Linked DNA regions of Mus musculus: all the other regions are linked to region 3. A link is a contact called in public HiChIP or PLAC-seq data. All regions are on one chromosome and are shown on one strand. The core of a region is the stretch at or near the end of the contact, and the rest is flanking DNA. Distances in the headings are between cores, read along the strand shown. Region 1 has its middle 260 kb from the start of 7420700N18Rik. Region 2 has its middle 34 kb from the start of Gm26578. Region 3 overlaps Nrg1 (neuregulin 1).

Evidence for each region. HiChIP or PLAC-seq counts read pairs in DNA pulled down with a chosen protein or histone mark.
Region 1: a contact with region 3 is called in a CTCF HiChIP or PLAC-seq map of the NIH/3T3 cell line, with 10 read pairs. The contact joins two enhancer-like sites. A contact is called at or near these places in 1 of 15 datasets of contacts at CTCF or cohesin (the NIH/3T3 cell line), 1 of 484 Hi-C or Micro-C datasets (the Ba/F3 cell line) and 1 of 9 other capture datasets (adipose tissue).
Region 2: a contact with region 3 is called in an H3K27ac HiChIP or PLAC-seq map of embryonic fibroblasts, with 18 read pairs. The contact joins two enhancer-like sites. A contact is called at or near these places in 1 of 15 datasets of contacts at CTCF or cohesin (the NIH/3T3 cell line), 7 of 484 Hi-C or Micro-C datasets (the AML12 cell line, adipose-derived mesenchymal stem cells, cerebral cortex and 4 more), 2 of 115 datasets of contacts at active chromatin or transcription factors (bone marrow-derived dendritic cells and embryonic fibroblasts) and 1 of 9 other capture datasets (pancreatic islet).

What each region holds. Positions count from the first base shown.
Region 1 is chr8:31,626,553-31,629,701 of GRCm38.p6, forward strand. No RefSeq gene overlaps it. Among named protein-coding and RNA genes, the nearest start is that of 7420700N18Rik, 260 kb to the left of the region's middle. Within about 2 kb of position 1,794, at least 25 of the 459 cell types and tissues checked have an H3K27ac peak or open chromatin away from gene starts, as enhancers often do. A contact at or near this core is called in the NIH/3T3 cell line, where this site is marked.
Region 2 is chr8:31,974,746-31,977,893 of GRCm38.p6, forward strand. It overlaps a transcript of Nrg1 not described here. Among named protein-coding and RNA genes, the nearest start is that of Gm26578, 34 kb to the right of the region's middle. Within about 2 kb of position 1,281, at least 29 of the 459 cell types and tissues checked have an H3K27ac peak or open chromatin away from gene starts, as enhancers often do. A contact at or near this core is called in the NIH/3T3 cell line, adipose-derived mesenchymal stem cells and embryonic fibroblasts, where this site is marked.
Region 3 is chr8:31,841,019-31,844,193 of GRCm38.p6, forward strand. All of the region lies in intron 2 of Nrg1 (neuregulin 1), which reads right to left. Among named protein-coding and RNA genes, the nearest start is that of Nrg1, 76 kb to the right of the region's middle. Within about 2 kb of position 1,818, at least 32 of the 459 cell types and tissues checked have an H3K27ac peak or open chromatin away from gene starts, as enhancers often do. A contact at or near this core is called in the NIH/3T3 cell line, adipose-derived mesenchymal stem cells and embryonic fibroblasts, where this site is marked.

The sequences.
Region 1 (3,149 bases), core at 544-3,043, 210 kb before region 3:
ATCACACTGAAAGTGGGAAAGGCAAAGCTGATTTGTGTAGGGGTTCTGGGAATCCTTTGAGGTGAAATACAAGTACCAGGAAATCCCAGAGATTACTACTGCAAAGGAGAAACATTTCATGCTTATTAAATTAAGAAATGGCATTTGACATTGAGTCCTCCCTCCTTAACTCACAAGCTGCTGACTTAACTCAAATCTGTACTAATTGAAGGTTTTATTTGGCTTAAAATGGACTCTTAAAAAAACTCCAAATGTCCATGTATTACATGTCATTCCTAATTATAAAATATGAATGACAGAAGCAAACTAGTCCAGCTCTCCATTCTAGATAATACATGTATTATTATATGCAATAAAGGCAAGATGTATTGAAGGTATTAGAAATATAAAACATGTCAATTAAATATGTCTTCTATGTTTTGACAGTGGTTTTTTAAATTGTAGGTTTTTATATGTAATAAAGTCAATTTTATATACAACCCAAGTGATCAGAGTGTGACCTCATCTGAACTTCAAGATCTTCTGGGATTTGTGACCTTAGCAAAAACGTCTTGGTCCCTTAACGTAGCTCCTTCTTCAGGCGATTATTTCATTTCAACATGCGAGTCTTTTGCTCTTTGCAGAAAAACATGAAAGGGACTTTCATCTCTCTGGCCAGAGAGTTTGACCACCTACTAAGAATCCTAACTCCACCTGTCTAGTATTAGCAGTTCTCACCCTCTCGTTAATGTGCACTGGGTACTGCGTGCAGATGCAAGATGTCAATTCCAGAATTCACAGATCAGTTAATTCATTACTTCTTAGAGCCCCGTGTCTTAGTGTGTCATGTGCATTCAAACAGAAGTGGGAATTTTATTAAGTGAGTTACTTTGTTGATGCTGTAAAACACTTAAGGGAGACAGGATTCATCTTGGTTTACAGTCTAGAATATACTCTGTTGTGGTGGGACAGGCGGAACAACAGGAAAAAGTTGTGGATGTGGAAGTGAGATCATATACTGCCTGGCTTACATCTCAGTGGATGCACATAGGATGGATTCTAGGGCTCATCTCTCGTTCTCCTTTTCCCTCATTCATTATCTCCAAGTTTGGAGCAAAATATGGCCACCAATAACCCCTATCGGGTCAGCTAAGGTTTGTTTCCCAATAAGAAGATTCCCTACCCAGTACATAAGAAGAGAAAACCTCCCTTGCATCTCAGTACTTGGATCTTTGAAATTTAATAAGGCTTCTCATTCCCAGAGGCCATCTCCAGAGAAAACACAAACCCTAGACATCATCTCTGTTCCTAAGAGATTGACAGTTGCCATGGGGATGGGATGGGGTGCTGTCCTCTGGTGCTCCATGATTTCATCCCAACAGAGCTCCTGCTGAGCCCTAAGTGCCTGCTAAGATTTTTATAGAGGTCCATCAGCTGGGCCTCACAGAGGAAATGCTGGGTCCCTGTGCACTGGAGCCAGGGACATGATTTATTCAGAACTTACTGAGTGATTCTCACTTCCTTGCTTCCTTCACGGAAAAACACAAAAATTCTGATTCTGTTATAACGCCAGGCTCCTGGTTTCAGTCATAATTCTTATGTGGATTTCAATGGCTTATAATTAAAAGTAGAGAGCACTCCAACAACCCTTCAGATGATCAAGCACCAAAGGACCAGTGGATGCATCTAAATGCAGCCTGACTCCAAATGGTAAGCTTTAGATTTTTGCTTTTTATCCCTCTGTGGCCATAAACAGAGAAAGCAGCTCAGGCTGGCTTCAACAGGATCTTAGTCATGACTCAGCCAGTGCTGGGAATTTCAGCTGAGAATACAGCAAGTCCATCAGCTATTTCACAGACTAATGAGAAATCTGACTCTGTTCCTGGACAGAAACAGCTCTCAAAGACAGCATGGCCATGCTGCATAGGAGAGAGCGGTAGACTGCGGCAGGCAGCCAGGAGCTACCTGATACACAATCCATGGTCAGATTCATATTGATTTTGTATTGGAGAGGGGCAGGGGTGAGCATCCTGTGATGCAGACGACTCATCTCGAGAGGATTTGAAGGAGTCCAGGGGAGCCTTGAGCCCATCCATCATCATCATCATCAAGTCAGGAAATAGGAAAATTGGACTAATGTTAAGTCCTTAAATAGATTCAGCAATATCCGTCCTGGACCATAGGCAGAATTTCAGCTTCCATCTTCAAAGTCAGTGTCTCAGCTAGGCATGCCTTTCTCCCCTCCCCCACCCTTTTTTTTTTTTTTTTAACGTTTAGATAGGATGTCACTGTTTAGCTCAGACTGGCCACAAAGCTAACATCCTTCTGCCCTACTCTCCCAAGTGCTGAGATTGCAGGTATGTGACAGAACGTGTACCATATGACACACGTTATAAAAAATATAGTGGAAATTAGTTAGAACATTTAGGACATATAAATAACAACATCACATCTAGCACTAACAGAAGAAGAGAACAAACCACTAACTTGAAGGTTGTCCATGCTAACTCACATGTTTTGCCCCCGACTCTTAGAAACAAACTCTATGCTTAATCACACATTTTCTATTCAGAGGCATTTTGGGGCAAAATAGTACATAGTATTGACTTAAATAAAAGCACATTATATAAATATAAATAAACTGAACTTTGTACATTTTCTGTAATGTATTCTTCCTGCTCAAATCATCAATAGCCAAGTGGCTCACCCACACTGATAGAACAGAAGGAATTTTTTGTTCTCATTACTAGTTAGTATTTATTGATCTATTCTCTTGCCAGATAAATGTTTATCGTTTGCGTTGGTTAAAGAATGTATGATATTTGTGAGGGGAAAAAAATCTTTAGAATATGCTCTCAGCTTTTTGTATTGCTCTTGAAACTAGTTACACTAAAACATTTTCTGATCGGCAATACTGGGGTCCTCACAACTCTGTGTCTTTGGTAATGCCTGCCAGTGACAACCCATCGCAGTTTTGTCTGCTGGGCTCTTTGGCTAGGTTTTAATACCAACTTCTCTGGTTCCTTGTACATTAAATAAGTCACTGCTTCTCTTTTATTTTCAATTTAATTTGAAATTTTCTCCCTTTCTTACATTAAAACTTTTCTCTATTTCCCCCCTCCCTCACTCTCTCCCTCTCTCTCTCCCCACTCTCTCTCTCATACATACAC
Region 2 (3,148 bases), core at 31-2,530, 130 kb after region 3:
AAGGTCATATAAATTTCACTTCATAGCAGCTACAATAATTTTTAAATTATTATAATGAACTATAAAAGTCGAATCACATCTCCATCTACAAGAGATTTATAACACTGGCCGTTTCTCCATGGGAAAAAATGCATGTGAATTTACAGATAAGAGCAATTTTCATACTTAAAATTGGTGTTGTTATGCTTGTTGCAATTACCCAGCCTTCTCTTCTCTATAGCTTGAAGCCACGAGCCTCCTGCGTTGCCAACCCGGGATTATAGGTATGTACTGAACAACTCACCTCACAACTAGAACTGCTCAAAACATCCAGTAGTTCACTTAGAATAAATGCATGAAGATACTATTACAGTATTCCTCAAAGCAACTTCAAAGCAAAAGAAATGGTGTTAAATAAGTTCCTCTTTGTACTTTCAACAATAAATCCCCTTAGAATGGTAATAGCTTATTGAACATCTGTTATGTGCCAGGCTCAGGTCTAAGCTTTATACTCATTGCCTCTTGTTACATAACAAATCTCTGGGCTGGAGTGTTACTATCCTTATACCAAGATGAAGAAATGGCAACCGAGAAAAAGAGCAACTTGCTTGTCATCACACAGCTGCCACTCTGAAGCCTCATCCCTCCCGATCCCCGAACTGAACATACAAACCGGACCCTAGAGCCCTTGCTTTTAATGACCAAGCATGAAAACCATTCTTTGCAAAACTTCATATTTTATGGTTAAAAAAAATGTCCTCAAGATTGAATTAAAGGATTTAATAATATTTTTCCCCAAGAATTCTGGACTATAACACGTGATAGATCATTTCTGTACTCACTTCAAACACAAAAGAGAATCTGGGAGCAAAGGAGATCTGCACAATTCCTGCATTTTCTCAGCAACCTTGATGATTTATGGGAAAATAAAAGAAAGTGGAATACTTGAAATTGCTATGATAAAAATGAAAAATGCTTTAGACTGCGTGGTTGCCCATCTGTCATACATACCTCATGCCACAAGGGCCAAAGAGCTCTCTCTTATGCTGTGCTCACTGAAATGCGAGAACCCCTCAGTGAGGACACAGGAATAAAAGAGTCCTAACAGATCAATGTCATGCTGCCAAGGTGTAAAGGCAACACGCCATGACAACACGCTGGATGAAGTCCTGGCCAGGTTGCCAACAGCTTCGGATGAGTGTTCAACAGGCCTGGCTAATTAGGGCTGTGGCCACAGCTGTCCCCAATTAGAGACCCTCTGGCTCAGCTCAATGAAGACATCTCAGACCTCTGGGCAGGCTGTCTACTTGGGATGCATGCCCCAGGGATGAGTTCACCTAAGGGTGCCTAGCAAATCTCTGTTGATGTAAGCTTTAAAACTCTTTAACGTTTCTGTGGTCAAAGCAAGATTTTATTCTTTATTTGTTATAGACCTGTGACCTAGCCTTAAAAATATGACAGAAGATGTAGTTAGCAAATTATTGTCATATTTGGGCTTTTTCTTTCTTTTCTTGTAATTGCTGCTGCTGCTGCCTCTTCTTCTCCTTCTCCTTCTCCTTCCTCCTCCTCTTCATCCTCCTCTTTCTCTTCCTCCTCTTTCTCTTCCTCCTCCTCTTTCTCTTCCTCCTGCTCTTTCTCTTCCTTCTCCGCCTTTTTCTCTTCCTCCTTCTCTTTCTCTTCCTCCTCTCTCTCCTCCTCCTCCTTTTCCTCTTCTTCCTCCCGTTCTTCCCTCCCCCTTTCTCTTTCTGCAAGTTCTGATGCACTTCTTACTTGAAAGCCAGGTAAACATGACATCATTGTGCTAAGATTTATCTCCTTTATATTCATTCCAGTACATTACTGGGATTTGGGGGTGGTAATTTTTTACCATTTTAGCTACTTTTTTGTTGTTCAATACAAATGATGGTTAGTTAATTGATGTCACTACAATATTCCTTTTTACAATTGAAAGGGGGAGGCTTTCTATTCACTTTCTGAGTGTTTAAAGATTGTTTGGCCTCCCACCATTACCAATGGCCCTCAGAGAGCTGAACAGAGAGGAGCCTGACCATTTTACGTCTACCTCCACGGGAAAGTCCAGAGGGACAAAGCTTCTTAAATAGAAATTCTTAAGGATGAGGGTTGAAGAGGTGTCAATTATTTTAAAAAGCCACTAAAACAGACAAAAGGAACAATATCCAAAGATGGTGGGATCCTAAGGGACAAGAGTGGGAAGCAACTGGGGTCTTTAGAGAACCAAGTCTTTTTTTTTTTTTTTTTAATAGATTTACAGAACACTGTAATTCATGGAGAACTTTTGGCATTCTAAGCAAACAGTTTTAGAATAAAACGGGAAATGAAGTTTTGCATAACAAGTATGATTTGGAAAGCGCTTATTCTGGAAGGCTATACGGGAAAGTGAATCAGGAAGCCTCTGACGGGGTGGGGAGGTGAAGAAATTGACAGTTGCAGGCTTCGGGACCAGCCAGCCAGACCCAGGTTTCAGTTCTTCATCTCTTAGCGAAGGCTCTGTGACTGCACAGGTGCTTTACAGGATGTCACCTTCTCATGTTGATCTGCAGAGTGGGTTTACCAAACACACGCTGAGGGCAAGAACTCAGAGGCTGTGTCCTGCCTGGAATGGGGTGCTTCCAGCCTACAGTTAGCGCTGCTGAGGGTACTTGGCTTCCTTTAGAAGCCTGAGGGCCAGCATAGTGCAAAGCTTGTCTTGTCAGTAAGAATCCTCGTGTCCCATCCCTGGTTCCATGCGCAAAAGAAATAGCAGATTTGCAGAGATTAACTAAATTAATGGAGAAAACTGTTGGTCTGTGAATTTCCTCTAGTAGAATTTAAAATATAGACTTCAGGCTTAGCTGCTTAAAGCTACATTCTGAGAGGGCGACCTTCACCTCGAGTGGCCTGAGAGTACCCGGGTGGCATTTGTATGTTGCTATGATTTAGCCTACTGTTCACAGGGGAGTTTTCTAAATTATCTCACTTCAGTGCTAGAAGGTAGTGAGCTCTAACTCAGGTCCCCAGTTTGGCCAACAGGCCTGTTTCTTCTTTTGAGCACATAATAGGATTACGTAACATTAAAGGAACTCTGCCTTATCTTTGTAACTTGTCTATAAGTCTAAAATGATCCCCCACCCCCACCCCAGAACTCATGATGACTAAGTTCAATTTTACA
Region 3 (3,175 bases), core at 568-3,067:
CTCCTGCCTAACCCAGAGCCTGGATGATGTCTAATTCTATGTGCAATGTCTGATACTGAACTGAGTACCTAAAACTCCCACAAGTAAACGGACTTGTCAAAACAAGTTAATCTTAACATCTACTTTTTACCTTTAGAGTTTAAAATAAAATTCCCTGTGTGGATTTCAAAAAATAAATAAATAAATAAAAATCTAATAACAAGTACCAGTACCTGGGGATTTCCTCCGCCAAGTAGAAACCTTTAGCACTGTTTGTCATGGAAAAGAGAAAGGACTATGATCATTTATGAGAAAGCCGATGACCTAACAGCTAAATTTTGTTATTTAAACACCAGATTACCTAGGATCCAATAAAACAGAACTGTGTTCTAATCAAGACTTTTGTCTTACAGTAGTAACAAAAATACTAAAATTTCTCAAAGGTACACTAGCCTTAAAAATGACACTTATTATAACACTATGCGTTCTTAATTTTACATAGTGCCTTAGGAGATCATTTCATTTTTAAGTCTATGTTAAGATAAATTCTAAGGAATGCCCAGAGTTGCTTTAGCTTAGAGTCCAGTTATGATTAATGTAGCCTTGTCCTTCCATGTGAGGTCCAGAGCTTTACTGTGGTTATAAGGTGCATGAATGTTAGCAGTTAGTAATCCCTAACAATTTTCTATAATCTTTCCAACCAGGAGAAATAGCAATTATAAATCACTCATTAAATTAATAAACATAGTTGAATCCTTATGAAAAGCAGTTGAATAGTGATAATACTCCACAAATGATCCAGCACATTTACTAAGGATTCATTCATAGATGCATGTGTTTTGAGAATCAGTTTATGAACACTCTAGACATACTCAAAGATATTTACAAATTCCCAAGAAAGATCTGGTTCTATAGGGTTCTGGCCAATTTTATAAACTATTTATCAGTTACAGTCAACTTGTAAGCCATCTTTAGACATCTTCCTTCCTTTGTTTCCTGGTTTCATCTTTGTCCCTGGAGAACAGTGGAGGGAAGAAACCTGATGGCCAGTATTCTACTCATTAGTCATCACTCCGCAATGAAACATTTGGCCAGTTTTTAAAATACCCTGTCAGGAAGAATAACATGTCTTCTTCTTTAGTACTAACTGTGGCATCTCCTTTTACACTGTAAAACATGTGAACTTATCTATCTACTTGGTGTTGATATTTACAAACATAAAGTTATGAAAATGTCAACAAACCCATTCTGGGAAATAGTGACTTGTTCTGCTTGCTGTCAAAGCCTCCTGCTGTTTCTCTGGATTGCCCATGGATGCCGCACTCAGACTTCTGGGTTGCTTTGCTGTAGTATCACATTGCAAACACAGACATTGTTCACCCTGTAGCTGGCTTGGTATTCCAGCCAGAGCTCGCCTACTCACTGGCTGAGTATCTGCATTGTAGATTATTTTTCTTTTCCCAAATGTATTGTTACTATTAGTCTGCATTTTTCGAAGATGAATCTTATTCTGTTATCAGCCTTTAAGTGAAAATACTTGAGGCTTATATGTGTTTTTCTAATTTGTGTTTTAGTGTCCTTTACAGTGTCATCTGCAAAAGCCATTTGTTTCCTCAAGAGGATGCCCTTCTTAACATCATTAAAGAAAAATACTAAATAGAAAACATTCCAATAATGTTTCTTTCAGATTTAGCCTATACCTCCCATTACTGCTCAGCTGGCATATGCCTCCCCCTTCTTTTATTATGACCCTGGGACTAACTTCTAGTCCATGAGATAACAGAATACATATAGCGGCCTCATAGGTCTCATGAGTCAATACTGAGGTAAAGTACAAATCACACACTGGCTCTCACACGTGCTTCCTCACTAACAGTGAGTGTGGCATGTTTAGGAACACATCTCTCCTTGCCAGAGCCTTAGGCCTTACCAAACACTAAGCTTGTACTGTTTCCAGTGAAATGCTTACTCCGAGACTATAACACTCACCAGCGTTTATACAACTCGAGGCATCCTTAAGTCAAGGCAAAGGACCTCGCCATGTTACAGTGACACATGACATACTGGCTGCTCATCTGTGGTCTGTCAGTCTTCCCTTCGAAGGCTCTGAGGCACTATCTCATTCTTTCTGTGCTAACAGACCTGTTTGATGATGAGACATCTAAATGGGTTTCTTCTAAATTATTAAGTCGAAATATTTTGAAACTGCATTTTTATTTAACATAGACAGTCTGAAGGTGGTAGCTTCATACTTTCTGTCCCTCTACAAAACCTTCGTCTTTTATTCCTTAAGGACCTAGACATAATCTTAGGTCCTAATGTCTTCATAGTACTTGGTGCATCAATAATTGATTATTAAATCGATGGCTTGAAACATGGGTATTATGTTCACTGGCCCTTGTCTCCTGAAGGAAGAGGTCAGTGTGGTTTTGTTCATCCCTGGATGCTCAGCATGAACTCAGGCCTGCCTCGTGGGAACCTAATCAACACACATTGTTGCTAGCTGATGCAAGAGACGTGTATGTAGAGAGAGTTTAGCCAATGTTCTAATTCTAGACAGAACTGCACTTACATTGGTCCCTACAGGACTTTTTTTCAGACTATACTAGGAAGTCAAAATCTAAATACATTCACAAATACTAAGAGTGCTAGGATTCTCTGCACAGAAGAAAAAACTGAAGACGTGGGCGTCTGAAGAACTCAGTGTCTATATTCTTAAGAGTCCCATCAATTTCTCTCACAACTTCTGTTTCTGATAAATATGATGGCACCCAAGAACAGAGAAGTTCCCTATAAGAGAACACTCTCCTGCAAGTGGAATCAGCATGGCATTTACAATGTTCTAAAACTCCAATGGATTCTCATCATGCCTGTTTATGTCAAGTCATCTACTGATAAATAGTGTAGATATCACCACTGCTACCATCCTGACAGTATTTTGTGAAACTTTAGCCTTAAGCTAGTATGGCTGACTCTTTCTTTGTATCTTACTTAGCCCCTGGGTTTCCCTATCATGTGTAGCTAAGCATATTCTTGTGTTCATGGTTTTATCTTCCTGGTTCTCAAAGTTACTCTGGCTCCTTCTTAGCTTTCACACTACCCAAAGATTCCTGCTCAGCTTATAGAACATGTACCTAGATGCACTACTGAACAGAGGTTTTTGTTTTCTTTTGTTTCTATTTTTGTGTTGTTGTTG